2 separate regions of the Oryzias latipes genome follow, and region 1 is linked to region 2. The links are chromatin contacts, called in public Hi-C maps. All regions are on one chromosome and are shown on one strand. Each heading gives the region's core, a stretch centred on a gene start, on an enhancer-like site or on the middle of the called end of the contact. The rest is flanking DNA. Distances are from core to core; before and after follow the strand shown. Region 1 holds the start of zmiz1 (zinc finger MIZ domain-containing protein 1). Region 2 overlaps zmiz1 (zinc finger MIZ domain-containing protein 1).

Region 1 (2,911 bases), core at 81-2,580, 59 kb before region 2:
CGTGTGTGTGGGGTGGGGGGGGGTGTTAATCAATTTCTGCTGTTTGACAATGGCAGAAAAGAATTGGATAATTGTTCAGGGGTGTAACCCACATACTTAACTTTGCTGCTCATTTCTCAAATGCTCGTTCCTTACAAATGCGGAACCACTGGAAATTGGAAATAATTCTTTATAATTTTCTACATTAAAATGGTTGAAATGTAAAAAATTTAAACACAATTTTTTTTTGTAAACTGGAAAAGCTTTGCAAAATAGTTTGTTAAATTTCATTCAATGACTCTTTAATAATTAAACTACATCAAATTATCACTTTGGTTTTGTTGCCAAAGGTATTTGAAAACTGTCTCTTTCCCTGCTAATGTGTTCCTTTCATGCTGCACCTCGCAACACTCACATACTTAACAGGAGGAACTTTTATTGCAATTAACAGCTCAATAAAAGTTTATGGGGCTCTGGCATCATGGAATCAACTCTCCTTTTGTATCCTGTTGTGAATCAATTTCCAAAAAATTTTCTAATCTCTGCTAGAGGGAATCATTTGCATTGGCTAATTTGCAGAGCTTGGGACAGTCGGTTCTTCCTGCCACCTTTTAGCAGGACAAATGGCGTCTATTGTCCCGGTCCATCCCTCCCTCTAAGTTTAGACAGCTGGGGTGGGTGTACAGGGAGGGGGAGGACTCCAGACACACTGACATGCGTGTATCGTGTGATCACTTCTAATAAAAGCGCCTCTGAGTGGGTTAACTCCACGCTGACCCCAATACCAACTTCGAAAGAGTCGATCGAGGCAGAAACAGACCGACGGGTTTCTAACTTCTGACATGACTGCTTACAAGCAGGTCATGGAGAGCAGAGGCTGCAGGTCAGCGCGCGCGCGAGTGAGCGCGTGGAGTCTGGATGCTGCTTGGCACAGTCTTGGCTTCTTGACGTCAGCGCTCAGCCCAGCCTGCTGCTGCTGCTGCTGCTGCCGCTGCTCTCAAACATGTCTTTGTTATTCAGAGCTCTCCATCAGAGAGCGGCGAGCCGCAAAACACGGAGGGTGGAGTCGGGCGCGAGGAGGAGCGCGCGAGTGCGCTCATAGGAATACGTCATTACACTCCCAACAGTTATTATTACACCTTTAACCTAATTTTTTGAGTAAAAAATGCTGACAGTAGTTTAAGGCACCAAGTAATTATATTGTTTATTAATTTATTATGCAAGCTAATATATAAAATATTACATTACCTTTAATTTTTTCGTTTTATTTTGTGTTTATCTCATAAAACGTGAACTTAATGCGGTCACTTTGACTCCAGATGCAGATAGCAGTTAAGCTAAGCGGCACAACTTGAGCGCGCGGGAGACGCTACAGAAAATAAAAAACGTGGAATCCGCGACACATTTTGTCGGCAGCCACCAAGCAACGGGTCCCTTCGGCAGTAGAATAGCCAATGTAATTTGACACTTCAACTTACTGCGCTCTCTCTGAGTCTATTCAGTTACTCACCCGCTGACGCTGAAGCCATTCTCAGTGAGAGGGGGGACGGTATTCGGGACCGACTATTACCGAGGACTTTCTCCGCTTGCTTACCCGGTGAGTAGCTGCAAACTTAGCCTTGCTTGGTGTCTCCCTCGGCTGTCGCGGCTTCGCCAGCCCAGGCTGCCGTTTGGGGAAGGTTTTGTTTCCACTCTGGCTCAGATTGTTACTCAACAATAGAAGGACCGCTTGAAGTGACACCGCGGAGCACGGCGATAGTAAGCCGTTTTAGTGACCAGTCCGCCGTCGGGGCTGTGGAGCCGGCTTGCGCGTGTCGGTGGAGGAGCAGGTGCTGCGGTGATCTCCATAACGCGTCGGGGGGCTCGGTCGGAGGCGACATTGTTGCAGCCTTGCTTGCATCTGTGAATGAACCGTGCACGCGTGTGCGTGGAAAGCTCTTCACCTTTTTGGTGGTGCGAGAAGAAAAGCACATGGCTTTGCTGTTAAAACCAAGTGCTGCTGCTGCTGCTGCTGCAGGGAGAACGATGGAGAAGACAGCGGTCACTGCAGTGCAAGGAGCATTTTCTAGATGTCACAAGCAGGACTCCAAACTTTGACAGAAAAATGCACCAACTGCTGTCAGATTGCAAAAGCCTTCATCTCAGTGGCTGGTGTTATCTTGCTGCTGGAGTGGAGGTCATTGCTGTTTCACAGATTTTCAAAAAAGTATTTTACAAGTTGACTCCTTAAATTCCTGCTGTCTGGAAATGGAAGCAGTTGGATCACTGTTTGATGGGCTCTTAAATGAAAGTGTAATCACTTTTTTTTGCTGTTCAGGAAGCTTACAAAGCTAATATAAATTATTCTACCTCATAATTAAAAATATGTGTAAAAACGAGGTGGGGAAAGTGTTTTCCTTTTTGTTTTTTAGAGATCAGGAGAGGTCTTTGTGTTCAAAAAAGTTCCCTCTCCTTTAAGATGCTGCAGCTTGTCCTCTATTCCATCCAGCTGTTTGGATCTCATGTAAAACAGCTGTGGCAAAATCAGCTGCACTGGTTTGTTTTTATCCCTGTTTCCCTGTTGTTTTAAAAAAAACCATCCTGGTGTCTTGACGGTTTTCTGCTCCAAGCTCAAAAGCATTTAATGACAGATGATTAAATAAAGTGCAATGGCAACGTAAACTGTGCCTCTGATGGGATTTATTAAGGATTCAGTGTAGTGTTGTGGGGGCTGAGGAGAGGGGATTCTCTGCCCCCCCCCTGTCTCCCCACCTCTGTGGGGCCCCAGGTTGGGCTCCTGAATAAGCATGGGACAGACCCCACCAGGCTGACCTTCTTCTATTCAAGTTGAGGATGTCGAAACACCAGCCGGCAAACAAAAGACACATTGAAACGGCGATCCGCATCCCAACACGTGTGTCTGGGTTGCTGCAAAGTAGACCATTGATTAACT
Region 2 (2,989 bases), core at 361-2,860:
TACAGCTCTTTGTCTAAAATAGGAATCTAATTCCAATTTTCTAAGCTACAAAAGTTCTTGATTTGAAGATTTCTTTTCTTTCAGCATCAAACATGATGGCCTCTTTTGTTGGATCAAAATGCACAAATGAAAAAAAAACTTTAGGATTTGACCATTTTCCAAAATAAAATGCTTTTTGTGACCAACTATTCTTCACAAAATCTCAATTTAAAAATCCATGTTTAAAAGCATTTGTAATGGTTTTTAATTAAGTTTCAATTGAAAAACCTGTGTCGTTTTTTAGGACATAGTTTCTGCAGAGCGGCTGTAATTCATTTGAAATCACCTCTGAGTTGTTGGCAGCGATGTAGGGATGAGCACCCCCCCCCCCCCCCTTTCCTGAGCACTTTGTATATATGCTCTCCCAATGGCTTACAGCCCCCAATCTCACACTAGCGGGGAAACAGAAACGGCGAGCAATGATGGGACTATCCAGCCGTAGAGTTTTGAGCCAGATGCTAGCGTTGACAAGAAAATGGATAGATCTAGTCCTCTACAAGTGAATCAGAATGGAGGAGAGCAGGGAGCTTGTGGCCCTCTCAGCGTATTTTCTGTATCACAAATATGATCTTTTTCAAATAGCTGCTCTTGATTCGCAACAATTTGAATAAAGAGATACTCAAAAGTTTAATTTTGAGCTTATTTTCTTCATATATGTCCATATGAGAAAAATGCCACAAAAACATCAAAAACGCAAAACATCAGAGTGGGTCTTTAAAGAGAAATTATTAAAAAAAGGAAGCATCTCTTTGATTAAGCCTTTTCTTTTCTAAACATATTTGAACCACAGCTGAAAGTTTTTTGCAGTTGACCTATATTTGGCTTGTTTTTAGGTCACTCACTTCATGCTTTAATTGTTTCATCTTTTGAGAATGAACATTAGACATTTATGTCCGAAAGGACCACGGCATCAAAAAACATTAGGTCTTGAGTTGCATAACTCGTGCAAAAGTGTTACCCATCCAGGCATTGCATATTCACTTGATGTTATTTTTAGCTTGCTCTAAGATTATATAAAAAGAGACATACTGTTCTGCAAACATGTGATCTGCACTATTGAGATTACTTTCGGGCTACTTCTGATATTTATATATTGTTGTAAAGGGACTACATAAAGAGACCTGCAACTTTGATTAGGTGAGATAAAGTACAGTGCATAAAAATGCTCCAGATATCTTAGTATGAAAAGGAAAATAATGTAAATATAAATAAAGGTTGTCAGTGTCAACTGAGGACTTTGCCGAGTCTGCTTCCTATTGGGAATCTTTTTTTCTCCCCTGACACGTTGGTACTCTTCACAGCTGCATGTGAGAGGAGAAGCTTTCCCATTCATTTACACAAAGGCAATCAAAACATGCCAGCCTGCGATATCTGTCAAATTACAGGCGTGCAAACGGCACAGTGCAAATGTAAGAGAAGGAAGAGGCGGAGCAGAACTGGTTTGCATGTTTGTGTTTGTCCCCCCTTTCGCTCTACGAGGAAGATTTGTGACACAGATTTATGGTGGCCCGTGCTGCGTAACCTCTAAATCAGCCCTCCTCCTACACGGCAAACCCCACTCCCCTTTTACAGGCGGACAAGCTTAGCCTGGTCACAGAGGGAGGTGGGGGCAGCACTGTTGAAGGGGAGGGAGAAGAGGTCGACCCGCTGCTGTAAAAAGCCTACTCGTTGCAGATAAACCTCTGTCTGCCTGGTAATGTGTTGTCATTGACCAATTAGGAAATCCAGATCAAACAGGCGAAGAGGATGGCCTCTTACTGCCCCTCTCCAAACGCTCTGCCTTTTAAATTGAGCACGTTTTTGGAACAAGAGCTTATTGAGGAGGATGGATGACTGTAAATACAGTGGAAGTTATCAATGTGTAGTAAAAAAAAGAAAAGAAAAAGGAGCCATGTGTTTAATTCTAGACTCTATATGAGAACTGGAGTGAGTGTGAAGTCATCCACAGAAAATAAATAGCTTTTGAAGTCAATTCAGTTGTTATTTTTTTCACCATTTTGGAACCAGAAATCAGAGGTAAGCTGGGATTGGTCCAAGTTGGTCTGAGTCATAATTTCTATGGCAACCACTCTCACCAATCAGGAGTGAGTTAGTAGGAATCCTACACCCCTACCACTTAAAAGTGAGCACATGAGAATTGATAGCGCATACTTTTATTGAAGCATCTGTTTGGCCAGTTTATAAAAAAGGTAGGATTAGCAAGAAAGTGTTAAAAAAGGAAACGGAGTAAGAATGGATACTCCAACAAATGTAATGACTGAGTAATAGCTGTTTATTTAATAGAGGTGTCTGGGTCCCTTCCTATTTGGAATGCGAGGGGGGAGGAGTCACTCAGTCCAGCTCTCATATACAGTCAATGGTTACATTTTTCCTAAATTGACATACTTCCCTAACTAAGTGTGGAGCAAAGATGCACGACAGGATCCCAATGTCATTTTCAAGGTGTTGTGGGGATGTTTATTGTTATTTGTAGTATTTTTTACTACCATGAGCTCATACACTACATCTTCTGCACCGTCTCAACTTGACCTAAAGCAGTTAACTGCCATTTCCTAATCACACAAATACTCAGGAAGCTGCAAAAACAATCTTCTGCAGCCGCCTCCTACTTTGTGAGCAGAATCTGTCTTTACTTTTGAGGGAGTTTGTCCACTTTTGTGGTGGCGTAGAGATTTGGGAATGCAAATATGCTTTTAGCTGTGCTTGGCTGCAAACCTAACATTGAATTAAAATATGTGACTTTAATGGATGCTAAAGGTTTTCTTGATTCTAATTTCCCTTACTGTCATTTTCTTCACTTTAAATGATTGTATATATATTTTCATGTTAAGAAGACAGAATAAAGCCATTCCAGTTCAGGCTAACCAAAACTATAAAATGTTACAGACAAACCAACCAAAACTAACTGTCGTGTTTGACATATTGCAACCCCATACCCATCGTTTGCTCC

Evidence for each region. Hi-C and Micro-C count contacts between places; a contact is called where the count stands out from the background.
Region 1: a Hi-C map of embryo shows a contact between it and region 2, with 1.8 times the contacts expected there. The contact joins the promoter of zmiz1 here to the enhancer-like site in region 2. A contact is called at or near these places in 4 of 5 Hi-C or Micro-C datasets (embryo and fibroblasts).

What each region holds. Positions count from the first base shown.
Region 1 is chr19:10,692,635-10,695,545 of ASM223467v1, reverse strand. zmiz1 (zinc finger MIZ domain-containing protein 1) reads left to right here and starts at 1,330. Exons shown (of 23, transcript XM_004080409.4): 1 at 1,330-1,576.
Region 2 is chr19:10,633,587-10,636,575 of ASM223467v1, reverse strand. All of the region lies in intron 2 of zmiz1 (zinc finger MIZ domain-containing protein 1), which reads left to right. Among protein-coding and RNA genes, the nearest start is that of ppif, 41 kb to the right of the region's middle. Within about 2 kb of position 1,610, at least 4 of the 8 cell types and tissues checked have an H3K27ac peak or open chromatin away from gene starts, as enhancers often do. A contact at or near this core is called in embryo, where this site is marked.